Regions from separate parts of the Pan troglodytes genome. Here all the other regions are linked to region 2. A link is a contact called in public HiChIP or PLAC-seq data. All regions are on one chromosome and are shown on one strand. Each heading gives the region's core, a stretch centred on a gene start, on an enhancer-like site or on the middle of the called end of the contact. The rest is flanking DNA. Distances are from core to core; before and after follow the strand shown.

Region 1 (4,261 bases), core at 1,520-4,019, 130 kb after region 2:
TCACACAAGATGAGGAAATCAGGGCTGCCATAAGGGCAGCTTGGAAAATCACCAAAGGCAAAGTCTATGTAGGTGGAGTGAGTCAGGACTGTTTGTTTGCTTTGTTTTTGGCAGAGAAAATGGGGGTTTCACTTAGATAGAATCTGGGGCCCAAAGCAATTACATTAGTTATGGAAACTGTTCCAAGAGCATAGACAGGAAGCAAAAATGCTAGAAATTGTCCTCAATGTGCATGCATTATAGACATTCTGTCCCTTCCTTTTCTGGATTTGACAGAGTCTCAGATGACTCCCTTGGTTACTTACATCCCAAAGAGAGATCTTGGTTTACTGTACTATACACACAGAGAATGTTCTCTCATTCTGTACCACTCAAAGTTAGTGTGTGGTCTTCAAGACAAACTCCTCTCCATGTCCCAAAACACGGAGGCTAAACTCACCTCCTAAAGAATTCCCGGAAGTATAACCTAAGTCATGAGATGTTCTCGGCCAAGGAAGCACCCACAGGCAGGGGGGAGATCTCTCAAATTTGATGGAGAATAGAAATTACAGTAAGAACTCCTCAAACAGAAGCAGAATCTCACCAAACATACTTCACAGGAGCAGTCCAAGAGTAAATGCAACAAAAATGAAACCACAAAGTCACCTAAAAGGAAATTATTTGACTAATTACAATAGAACTAATACCCAGAAGCTCATTCTCCTTGATTAAGTGAATTTCTTTTAGTCTAAAAAGAAAGAGAATAACTCCTCAGAGAGGCTATGGTAGCAGATTACACCTGACTCATTCCCCATTTGAAGAATCACTTTTCCATTTCCCTCTAAGGTGCAAAGGAGGTAAAGCAAAGATAGACACAAAGTCATGGGAGCCACAAGACTCTTGTCCTGCCACTGAGCTAGCTAAGCAATCTAGCTCTCGACTTAAGGCAGAAAATTCAATGAGTAGGTAGCAGCCAGTGTTGGAAGCAGTCCAGGATGGTGGCACCAATGACAAGATTAAGGTCAGAGACCTCGTGATGCCCCGCTAGCCACCACGATTTTTCTGTTGCCTTCTGTTCATCCCACGTAGATACTATCTGGAAGCCCCCTCCCCAAAATGAAAACAACTGGAATTCTACGGCTTGCCCAAAATGCATAGAACACTCATATCTGGTTAAAACCATAGAGATCAAAAAGAAAAAGTGAAATGGCTATGAAGTATTTGCAAGGCCAATTTCACTTACTACTTGTTGGGAGTTGGAAACACTCAACAGTAAAATATCTAGGGATAATTACAACCCTTATGTAACACAAGTAAATCCTTCCCTTTTTTGTCACTTAGAGAAGCAACATAAATACATCTAGGACCAGGCCAGGGTAGTAATCAGAAAGAAAAATCTGTATTAGACATATTGAGGTCTTGACAGAGAAGTACTTCGTTTGTTTAGCCGTAGTTTTCCCTCAGGATCTTGCGAAGGGGGTGATGTTGAAGACTGCTGGAGACTAAACTGTGTGTGTTGGAGGAAAGGGGGAAAGCTCAGCTCTCCCTATTTCTCCTCCAACTATTTGGTAAGACTCGGTGATAGAAAAACATCTCCTATACGAATGGCCGTGGTATGAATAGCCGCTTGGGATGACAGGCCACTATCCCACTACCCCTTGAGTCTTTCTGAGCTGCTCACCTGGTGCCAGAGAACTGGCAGATAAGTTTCTGCAGCTTTGCTCACTGCCATGAGGGGGGCTAGACATCACACTTTGGGTGAGGGGTAAACAAGTCCAGAGATTGTAGGGCAACACAAGTTACCAACTGGCAGTTGCACCCATGACTGTCTTTCCTGAGGCGCTGAGTAGTGATTTAGCCAGATGACAGAAATACCTTTCGAGTCCCCTGCCCAGTTGTCTCCATCCACCACCCTCAGCCCCCGCCCTCTCCGAGTCTCCACTATACCAAAACCAGAATGAGGCGCCACTCAGACGAGAGGAGAGGGTGCAATGATTGTGGGACCCCTGCGCCCCTGCCCCGCCCGTGGGGTGCTAGCTGTGGCTGGTGCGAGAATGGGGTGCTGGCCCCCCTCCCTGGGGGTGGCCCGGTCCGGAGACGGCGCGCGGTGGTAGTTCCCCGCGTTGCTGCAGCTGCTGCATTGCGCCATTTTCCGTCCCGCAGAGTCGGGAGCTTGGGGCGAGAGTTGTCAAGGAGGTGCCGAGCCCCCACACCAGAGTCAACTCACATTTTTCTGACAGAGAGAGTGAGGGTCTGTTCCTCTCCGGAGGCTGCGGCGAGACACCCGGCGAGGGACGCTGCGGCTGAAGTGGACGGAACTGCCAAGCTCCGCCTCGCGCCGACCACCCCGCGGTCTAGCTGCGGTGGAACTTACTGCAGCTGCCGCGCCGGCCCCCGCCTTTATTAGTGCTGACCACGCCTCCCGGATAACGGTGACAACCCCGCGGCCCAATCCATGCCCAGGACGGTCGCCCAGCGCTACAGGCCTAGCCCGCCCCGCCCCTGCCAATTGCCAGTCACAACTCTCCTCTCATCCGACTCCGGAAAGGAGCGGTTGCTGTGAGGGTCCTTCAGTGATCAATGCGACCATAGTTTGCGCTCCAGTCTGGCGGAGGGACGGGGCGGGGTGGAGATGAGGTCTGTCCCTTCGGAGGGCGCTTCAGCAGTTTGTTAGGCATTTGTGGTGCCTCCCAACCAATCGCTGGGCAGTTACTGAAGACCGTGCCCGCCCCTGCCCCACCCCGCGCCGGGATTCGCGCATTCAGCTGGAGGCGGTGGCTTCCTGGTGCGCGCCCAGCCCTGGTGCCCTGCTCTGGCCCTCGCTCCGCACCACCGCCCCGCCTCTGACTAACGCTCTGAGAGGGTGCAGGAGCCTCGAGACACAGCCACAAACTCCCGGTGCCAGATACCGGATGCGGGGTTCCGTCCCAGCAAAGCAAGCACGAAGCTTTCGTTCATTCGTTTCTTTCAACATAGCCTTCCTAAATTGAACTCCCTCCCAAACCTGCTCCAGTCGAGGTTACCACATCGACTCAGTTGCCCAGACCAGAAACGTGGAAACCATCCTAGATTTCCTCCCCTTCACTTTTACCTCTCCCCCAGTAATCTGCCAAGTCGAGTTGATTTTTCCTTCTTGGCATTCCAGTGATTATCTCCCCTCTGCTCACTATTATCCCTTTCCTGGACTCCATCAGTTGGAAAATTCACCATTATTTTATGTCCCGCTAAGAAAAAAGGTTACAAGGCCGGGCGCAGTGGCTCACACCTGTAATCCCAGCACTTTGGGAGGCCGAGTCAGGCAGATTACCTGAGATCAGGAATTCGAGACCAGCCTGGCCAACATGGCGAAACCTCTGTCTCTACTAAAAATACAAAACAGCCAGGCGTGGTGGCGGGCGCCTGTAATCCCAGCTACTCGTGAGGCTGAGATAAGAGAATCGCTTGAACCCGGGAGCCGGCGGTTGCAGTGAGCCGAGATCACGCCACTGCACTCCAGCCTGGGCAACAGAGCAAGACCCTGTTTCAAAAAAAAAAGAAAAAAGGTTGCAAATTATCTGTGACAAATGCTTTCCTTACCACTTAGCATTTTTGTTTTACATGTATTGAAAATATGGGTTTATATACATACCGATTTCTATATTTCACTCTTGTGCATGCATAAAAAGGGAAATAGAAAACAATAACATGGTAACTATCCCTAAAACTTCACAGAGACTGATTGTTAATGATTCATTTTTTTGACTCAGTCTTGGATGTCCACGAATTTCCACGCAATGTAGTCCTCTGTGCATTTCATAAGGGCTTTGGTGATGCAGCATTTCCTAAGAGTGTTCCTCTCCAGGCTCTAGAGTTTTCTTCCAAGCCTCAGACACCCATTTGGCAAGCTTTGATGCTCATGAGCAGGTATGACAAATATAGTTTGACTGCTGTCTGACTAATAGCTAAAGTGAAACATCCCAATTAGAAGATATTGAAATGCAAAAAAACAAACAAGCACACACAAAAAAACCCAAGTGCCTCCTAAGATCAATGATACATCATTCTGCTTCCAGTCTTGCCATCCTTTACATCTATTCTCTAAAAAGTCCACCAAAGTTATCTATCCAAATGCCACAAGTCTTCTTAAGGAAACAATTGCACTTGGAAACATAATGCATTCATCATATGTGTTTATCCCATTCTCCTCCTGAAACCACATCAAAATGGCAAGTTAGGGGGAAAAATGACAATTTGGGAAAATTTGCAAAAAATTATAAGCCCCCAAAGACAAAAAGAATGGGGC
Region 2 (4,513 bases), core at 103-2,602:
TTCCACAGGCAGCCTCGCCTCCCCACGGCCCAACACCCTCCAGGCCAGCCAGCTGACCGGAGGGACAGAATTCAGAACCGTCTGGACTCCCCGAGCGCTAACCTTCCTACTCCCACTCCCTTCTTTTGCCCGCCAAATCTGCCCCACCCTGGGCCTATCTCCTGCCCACATTCCCTTGGCCCCCCACAAACTTCCACGGCTGTCAGGGGCCAGGGCTTCCTTTTACTCTCTCCCTTTCAAACTTCTCCCATTCCCCTGCCTCAGCGCAGCCCTTACTCCAAAAGGCGGATGAATGGGGAACCCCACACTGGCAGTGGCTGAGGTTAGGACCTGCAGGCCTGAGGCTGGCGCCAGGACCAGGCCCGGGCAGGAGAGGCTCGGCCCCCTCCCGGAGAGGGCCCACGCCGGCCGGAAGGTGCCTCGCCCACCAGCCCACTCTTCCCTTTGTCCCCGGTCTCACCAGTGGCAGCAGCAGGTCAGGCACGGTGGAGAGGCCCATGCCAGACAGCTATGGCCTCTCACTCCCCCATTTGGGCTCAGGGCAGTGTGGCAGCGGCAGTGCTGGAGGCTTCCCGGGACTCGGTCTGTCCAGGACGTCCCAAGTGCCTTGGGGTGACAGTTGAGGATTGAGACTCGGGCATAGAGATCACGGCCTGGTCCCAGTGATCTTGAACCCCAAAGGCCAGAACTGGAGCCTGAGTCCAGAGAATTCTGAGAAAATTAAAGCAGAGAGGAGGGGAGAGAAGGTGGGAGGGGAAGAGTGAGGCGGTGTTGCAACAGCGGGACAGGAAGAGCTGGAGGAGGAGGCCACAGGAGGCGGGAGGAGGAGGCCCAACGTTCTTTAACTCTTTGTAGTCCAGTCACAAGCACAGGAGTCCCAGATCTGGCTGCCTTGTGCCCCCAACCCACCAATCCCACCACTCCCAACCAAACACCAAGGGGCAATAAGCCCCTTGCCCGCATCACTAGCCTTTCCCAGATGGATCACAGCAGTGAAAAGATCCAGAGTTTGGGAGTCAAATTCTCTGGGTTCTAATTCAGAATGCTTAGCTTTTTAGCTAAGAATGTGTCTTGGACACATAACTGAACTTCTCAGACACATAACTGAACCTCTCTGGATCTGTTTTCCAATTCGCAGAGTGGAGATAACCTGTCTCCTGGGGTTCCTGTAAGGATTTGTTCAGATGGGAGAGATATAGATAAGCGTCCGACACATGATAGGTACTCCATGTCCCTTAGTAATCCTCCCCTTTACTCCAGAGTTCTTCACTAGCCTCCTAGTCTCCCTCTTTCTTGGGAATTTACTGATCCAATCCAAACCTCAAAGTAAGTCCCAACCCTCGTTTTCTGCCCTGACTGGCTGCCTGCCATTCCTCACCCCAGGTCTCATCCAGTCTCTGCCTGGCCAGGTCCCCCCACCCTGCCCCACTGTTGATCCTGGCTCTGCCCCCAATCATGCGACATCAGGCAACTCCTCTCCTAAGCCTCTGTTGGTTCCTTGTTTATTAAACAGGGGTAACAATGTCTGCCCACCTACATGGGGAAAGTGATGCCATGAGAATCAATGAGACATATCCACGAAGCTGCCGTGGAAATAAAGATACCTCCATCAGGTGTTCCTAGCATATTCCCAGTGCCCTTTTCCTAAATATTCCAATACATCAATTACAACTCACCTTACAGATCATCAACTACAACCCCCTAGGTTTTTTTATTTCTTCGTTTGCTTGTTTTTCATTTTTGTTTTTGTTTTGAGGGTCCGCTCTGTTTCCCAGGCTGGAGTGCAGTGGTACCATCACAGCTCACTGCAGCCTCGACCTCCCAGGCTCAAGTAATCCTCCCACCTCAGCCTCCCAAGTAGCTGGGACTATAGGTGCATACCACCACGCCTGGGTAATTTTTGTATTTTTTGTAGAGACAGGGTCTCACCATGTTACACAGGCAGGTCTTGAACTCCTGGGCCCAAATGATCTGCCCACCTCAGCCTCCTAAAGTGCTAGGATTACAGGTGTGAGCCACCATGCCCACCCAACTGCCCGGTTTTATAGAGGAGAAAACTGAGGTCCAGAAACCCAATGTGCCAGGAGGCAGAGCCAACAGAGAACCCCAGACTCCCGACTGCCAGTCCAAGGGCCCCTTTGGCTATGAGAGACACACTGCCACTTTTTCTGTCACTGAGTCAGACCCCACATCCTGACTCTGGTTACTTTATGCCATCCTCATTGATGCAGACATCTCCCAAGAGAATCCTACAACAAAGGTACCACATTTACCCAACTATCTTCTTGGTACAATGACCTTCCCTACATCCAGCCCCGCCCAAGGGCCTGCAGCTGCTGAGGCTGCTAGAAATGCAGGCAGACAGAGAAGAGGGAGGTCCTAGGGCTTTGGAACTTGAAACCAGAGCTCCTCACCCCTTGTCCCTCCGAGATGACCTCCCAGCCCCAAGTCCACCGTCCCCTGGCTCTTCCTGGCTTCCCCTCTGTGATCCGTAGATGAGAATGGAGCTTCAGTGTCCCTCACTGCGGGGGGAGCTGACTTTACTCCACCCCATCGTCCAGCTTCTGGAGAACTGTAGGGTTGAAGCGGGATTCAGAAAGGAAGCAGCTCACCACCATCACAAAGGGAGACCCCAGGGACAGGAGAAGCGAAGCCAAAGCAGTGTTCTTGAAGAAGCAGGAGCCTCAGAATCAAGTGCAAGTTTCCAGTATGAAGCAGCGAGAGGAACCTCGGTCTGCTCATCTAAAAAATGGGAAACCTGCTGGTACCCTTCACCGAGCTAGCTTGATGCTTAAATCAAGCATATAAAGTGTTTAGCAAGTGTTTGCCATATATTAAGCATTTAGTAAGTGGTAGCAATTAATTTTTTTTTTGAAACAGGAGCTTGCTCTCACCCAGGCTAAAGTGCAATGGTGCAATCATAGCTCACCTAACCTAGAACTCCTGGCCTCAAGCTAGCCTCCCACATCAGCCTTCCGAGTGGCTAAGACTACCATCGCACACCACTATGCCCAGCTAGTTGTATTAATGATTAATAACAACTTCAGAAGGATAAGTGATACAGGGGAGTGTGGTATGTGAGAGGGCGGCAAAAAAAAAAAAAAAAAAAAAAAGGCAGAGCATGGTGGCTCACGCCTGCAATCCTAGCACTTTGGGAGGCTGAGGTGGGCGGATCACAAGGTCAGGAGTTCGAGACCAACCTGACCAACATGGTGAAACCCTGTCTCTACTAAATATACAAAATTAGCCGGGCGTGGTGGCGTGTGCCTGTAATCCCAGCTACTCAGGAGGCTGAGGCAGGAGAATTGCTTGAACCCAGGAGGCAGAGGTTGCAGTGAGCCGAGATCCTGCCAGTGCACTCCAGCCTGGGTGACAGAGCAAGACTCTGTATTAAAAAAAGAAACCAACTTCAATGTCCTATTTTTTTTTTTTTTTTTTTGAGTTTCACTCTTGTTGCCCAGGCTGAAGTGCAGTGGCGCAATCTCGGCTCACTGCAACCTCTGACTCCCGGATTCAAGCAATTCTCCTGCCTCAGCCTCCCGAGTAGCTAGGATTATAGGCATGTGCCATCATGCCCGGCTAATGTTTTGTATTTAGTAGAGACGGGGTTTCACCGTGTTAGCCAGGCTGGTCTCAAACTCCTGACTTCAGGTGATCCACCCACCCTGGCCTCCCAAAGTGCTGGGATTACAGGCATGATCCACCACGCCCGGCCTCAATGTCCTATTTTTAATGTTGTAAGGTATTTCTAATAGTCTGTGCAAAGCGCCAAAGCCGTGACACATAGCCTGGCACAAAAGGAGAATATTTTTCAATATTTAGGATACCTGCTTATTTACTCAATAACTTTACAACTTTGACATGTCATATTACATTTTTCAATAAAATTTTGTTTAGAAAAAAAAGATGATGAGAAGTGAGTGGATCTAGGAATATGAAAAGCTAACACGTTTCGTGGAGGAGGTGAGAATGAGACCATCATCCCTCCAGGGACAGAAAAAAATCATGGTCAGAGGAGATGGAGAAACAGGAGAGGGGCAGACTAGGGATGACAGAATTGGCTGTTAGGGCTTGTAGAGCAAAGGATGAAGAAAACAGCTACAGAGAGCAGGGACCTTCCTCCCCCATCACGGCACACACACACACACACAGGCACATGCTTAACCCAAAGGGTCACTGGACTCCAAGTCCAGATGACGTGGGTTCTAGCCCCAGACCTGCCATTCAGACTCTATGTGTCACAGGGTGGCAGGGTGAGTCATAGAAAGGGAGCTGGGTTCATGGCAGATTCTCTAAGAATTATGAAGCTCAGCAAGTCACTTCAACTACTAAGCCTGATAAGGAAAATGAGTCAACTTGAACCCTTTTATCGCTAACAGCCTGATTCCAACTCCTAACCCCAGGGTCCAGGAGTAACCCATAGACAAGCGAATGGAGATAAGGAGACAGCTCTGGGGAAAAAAAGCAGGAGGAAAGAGAAGCAGGAGCCTGGGGGAGCTGACTGCAGTCATCC
Region 3 (4,153 bases), core at 206-2,705, 150 kb after region 2:
CAATTCATTCCCTTTCCAACCTCGAAGCCATATGGGCCCCCTGATCAGTTCTTTGGGGTGCTTTTCAAAGTTTCCTGTGTAATGTGAGAGAACACATTAGATCCAAGACAAGAGAACCCATCCTACACCAGCTAAGCTTTCAACCCACGGTTGCATCTTGCTGAGCAGCACCTATAGACAAGGCACATTACAGTACAGAACAATAGCACAGACTCTGCAGCCAGACTGCTTGGGGTTAAAATTCTGATGCTGCCATTTATTAACTTTGGAAAAATTGTTTATTTTTACTTATGAAGTAAAAATTATACGAGGGCACTCAGAACAGTGCCAAACACAATGTAAACAGCTACATAAGTGTTTGCTCTTACTATTGAGCACAGTACCACTCTCTACACAGGAGGAAAAGATAGTCGTTACAGCGTAATTGCCATTCTGAAATTGTGTACCACGTCGAAGGTCAAGTCTTACCCAGGATCCCGATGTTGTCATACACTCCGAACATGGCCCTTTTCTCGTTCCAACGATCAACCACTTTGGGGGGCGGGAGAGTGAGCCTTATACCGATCAATCTAGGCACATCTGGGGATGGGGAAGGGAGGGAATTAATCTGAGCCGCCTATTATACTACGAAGCAGTTATCGGGGTGTCTACATCAGCCACTTACCAAGAGAGAAGCTTCTGCACGCCAGAGGCACCCAGTCCCACAGGCGCCTACCTGCCCCGGATAAGAGGTTCCCTGCCATTTCTCTAGTCTCCCCCCTTCAACAGCACACCAAATAAGCCCAAGAAGATGACAGGAACCGTCCCCGCCAACTTCACACGAGTACTAAGGCGAAGGCAGCCATTTTGGGCCTTACCCAAGCAGCTGTGGGCGCACCGCCCACCTACGCCCCATCCGCAACAGCCACAAGCCCCGCCCCCCGGGTTCCGGCCGGAGGGGCCTCTACCACCCTTCCCGCCTTAGTGCTTCCGGTCCGCCTGCCGGAAGTTTTGGAGCGCCGGACAAGCTGAGGTCCGCGACTCGTCGCTAAGATTCCCCAAAACTGAGATTTCAAGAAAATTCACCCTTTCCGCTTTCTTTGGCGTCCTTCAACCGTGAAGGAAATGAAGGTTGAGAACCTGGAACCCGCTTCCAAAGACCAAGCCCTTTCTCTGTGCCTCACAACAGTCTTGCGCTGTAGCTGTTTTTATTACCCCTATTTTACTACTGGGGAGGAGATTTGAGGTCCTGAAAGTGAAGTGACTTGCTGGACGTCACTTAGCAGAGGAGATGGCGAAACCTGGATTAGAGGCGATGCCTTCTAACTCCCAGCGTGGATTTGCCTCCTTTCCTGGGGGTGACTGAATGCCCAGCCAGGGACGCGACATCTCCGGCCGGCAGAAATACGGCCTCCTCCCCGCCGACTGGGCAAACGGGGACCTTGCGGCCAAGGAGGGATTCGCAGGCGGGCCGGGGGTGGGAGCGGGGGCCGGAGCCGGAGCCTTGGCCCGCCCCCGGGCGGTGCTGTGATTGGCCGGCCGCTCCGGCGAGCGTCGCGATTGGCCTTCCTGCAGCCGTTGAGATTTGAACTCGGTATTTGTGGCTTTGCCCGCGCGTTGCCAGACTCAGAGGCGGCCCTTTGCCTCTGCCTGCCGGGGATTGGCCGGATTCTCCGCCGACTTGAAAACTGCCTTGCTAATTGGTGCGTGTTGTGCACGCGTGTTTTTTCCTTTTCATTTCAGCCTGACTGCCGGAATCAGAGCCGCGGGTGAGATCCCCAGGTAAGATGTGGTGTTGCAGGTCGTAAAAGAGTAGGAAAGTCGAGTACATGGCAGTGTGACCCAGTCTTGGGCAAAATACAATAGGCCTAGTAGGTATATCCCTGGGCGCGATGTGGGAGAAACTGTAAGTCTCACAGATCCGCAACGGAAGATGTTAAGCAAATCGCTTAACAGATCCGCAACGGAAGATGTTAAGCAAATCGCTTAACTTTCTTACTTCAATTTCCGCTCTGTAAACTCATTTGTATTATTATGCACCTCATGGGATTGAGGTTAGGAGACTTAGATCAGATATGATACATGCAAACAGCCTAACAGACTTGGCACAGGATAAATAAATCATCATTGTTAATGCTCTTACCATTCTGGTGCAGGAAGCCCACTAGCCCATGCTGGGGCACTGTTTTGGCCTCAGATGAGATCAGACCATTCTCTCTATACTTAAGGAGCTTTGCACATAAAAATGGAAATAATAATACTTTGCACATTAATATGCCACTTTATAGTTCTTTAAACACCTTCGTACTGCTTGATTTGTTTGATCATCAGAGCAACTTTGTGAAGTAATCAGAGTTTAGTAACCCTGTTTTTACAGATAAAGCCCAGGGGTTTAAGTGTCAAGACCAAGTGCCAAAGTCACTACTAGAATTAGTTTCTAGTCCAGGGTCAATCTCAGATCCCGTAAGATAATGTTGCTAGCTTGCTATAAAACTAAAAGCCATTATATATGTTGGGGGTGGGGAAGTAACAAAACCAGATGATGTTACTAGCTTGCTGTAAAACTAAAAGCCATTATATATGTTGGGGATGGGAAAGTAATAGAACCAGATACGAAGACAGGTCTTGAATATAGACCCTGACCTTTTCACTGTTTGGTTTCTAGCCCTGTGAGCCTGTAGGAGTAGAATGGCTCCCCAAATGTATGAGTTCCATCTGCCATTATCCCCAGAGGAGTTGTTGAAAAGTGGAGGGGTGAATCAGTATGTTGTGCAAGAGGTACTGTCCATCAAACATCTTCCACCACAGCTTAGAGGTAAGAGTCCATAGCTGTCACTGTACCTAGCTCTTTCAAAGGACCATCTCACATGGAATTGCTACATTGTCATTTCTGTTCCACTACACCAGGAAGCATCATAAGAGCAAGAAACATGTTTTTCCTATTTTGCTGTTTTATCCTAAAATTGCATGGGATGCATGACCCAAAGAGTACATTCATTAACTTCCTTTTCTGGATTAGTCAAAAACAGTCTTGGTGTATGTGATTACTCTTTGGGGAAAAGTTATTTTCCATCTTTACCCCTTACCGTGTGTCAAAATTAAGTCCTGGTGGATTTAAGAGTTATAGGAGTGGATCGCTTTTTCAGAATATCTCGGATTTAACCCGACCTGTTTTTGGTAATACCTTTTTAGAGTCTAGGTATCTTCCTTCCAAGATGTGCAATTATGGGGACAAAAACCCATAATATATATGTACCACTGCAACACTGAGCAATATATGTACAGTGCAGTCACCTACTGAAACCTGTAAATGATCAAAAGCACCTTTTGCATTACCAGAAAGACTTCATAATGTCCTTGTACTTGTTGGGAGCGGTCTTGTAGCAGTTAGCTTGCTTTGGAGAGGTATAGAGATTAAAGACTGGAGCCAGGCTGCCTGGATTTGAATCCTGGTTCTACCACTCTGACCTTAGACAAGTTACTTAATTCTCTCGGTGCCTTGGTTTCATCATCTGTAAATATAGAGATAATAACCAATTCATTTGTTATCACCTACAAGAAGAAGGGTTGGTTAATGCAGCAGCTCGACAATATGGTCCTAGCTTGTCTCTTCTTGGCCTTTCTTTCATGGTTGCTAGATGGCAACTTCTTTTTGTTTTTCTTTTTTTTTTTTTTTTTTTTGAGACAGGGTCTCACTCTGTTGCCCAGACTGGAGTGCAGTGGTGCGATATCGGCTCACCACAACCTCCGCCTCCCGAGGCTCAAGCGATTCTCCTGCTTCAGCCTCCCAAGTAGCTAGGATTACAGGCGCACGCCACTACTGCCTGGCTAATTTTTGTATTTTTAGTAGAGACGGGATTTCACCATGTTGGCCAGGCTGGTCTTGAACTCCTGACCTCACATGATCCACCCACCTTGGCCTCCCAAAGTGTTGGGATTACAGGCGTGAGCCACTGCACCAGTCTAGATGGCAGCTTCTTGCTCTAATGTCCAGAAGTGGAAAAAGGAATTTTCTATTTTGTACTTTTTATTCTTTATTTTATTTTGAAAGACAAGGTAAAGACTCTCTTGCCCAGGCTGGAGTCCAGTGGCATGATCACGGCTCACTGCAGCCTCAACTTCCCAGACTCAAGCAATCCTCTCACCTCAGCCTCCCAAGCAGCTGGGATCACAG

What was found. HiChIP or PLAC-seq counts read pairs in DNA pulled down with a chosen protein or histone mark.
Region 1: a contact with region 2 is called in an H3K4me3 HiChIP or PLAC-seq map of stem cell-derived excitatory neurons, with 5 times the contacts expected there. The contact joins the promoter of VAMP1 here to the promoter of TNFRSF1A in region 2. A contact is called at or near these places in 2 of 7 Hi-C or Micro-C datasets (induced pluripotent stem cells and stem cell-derived neural progenitor cells), 1 of 1 datasets of contacts at active chromatin or transcription factors (stem cell-derived excitatory neurons) and 1 of 1 other capture datasets (stem cell-derived neural stem cells).
Region 3: an H3K4me3 HiChIP or PLAC-seq map of stem cell-derived excitatory neurons shows a contact between it and region 2, with 4 times the contacts expected there. The contact joins the promoter of NCAPD2 here to the promoter of TNFRSF1A in region 2. A contact is called at or near these places in 1 of 7 Hi-C or Micro-C datasets (stem cell-derived neural progenitor cells) and 1 of 1 datasets of contacts at active chromatin or transcription factors (stem cell-derived excitatory neurons).

What each region holds. Positions count from the first base shown.
Region 1 is chr10:13,651,337-13,655,597 of NHGRI_mPanTro3-v2.0_pri, forward strand. VAMP1 (vesicle associated membrane protein 1) reads right to left here and starts at 2,770. Exons shown (of 9, transcript XR_010147949.1): 1 at 2,207-2,770.
Region 2 is chr10:13,522,544-13,527,056 of NHGRI_mPanTro3-v2.0_pri, forward strand. TNFRSF1A (TNF receptor superfamily member 1A) reads right to left here and starts at 1,353. Exons shown (of 10, transcript XM_009424666.4): 1 at 461-1,353. The coding sequence starts at 499.
Region 3 is chr10:13,675,491-13,679,643 of NHGRI_mPanTro3-v2.0_pri, forward strand. NCAPD2 (non-SMC condensin I complex subunit D2) reads left to right here and starts at 1,456. Exons shown (of 32, transcript XM_001161664.8): 1 at 1,456-1,761; 2 at 2,645-2,794. The coding sequence starts at 2,668. It overlaps MRPL51 (mitochondrial ribosomal protein L51), which reads right to left and starts at 966. Exons shown (of 3, transcript XM_508954.7): 1 at 665-966; 2 at 469-579; 3 at 1-74. The coding sequence starts at 743.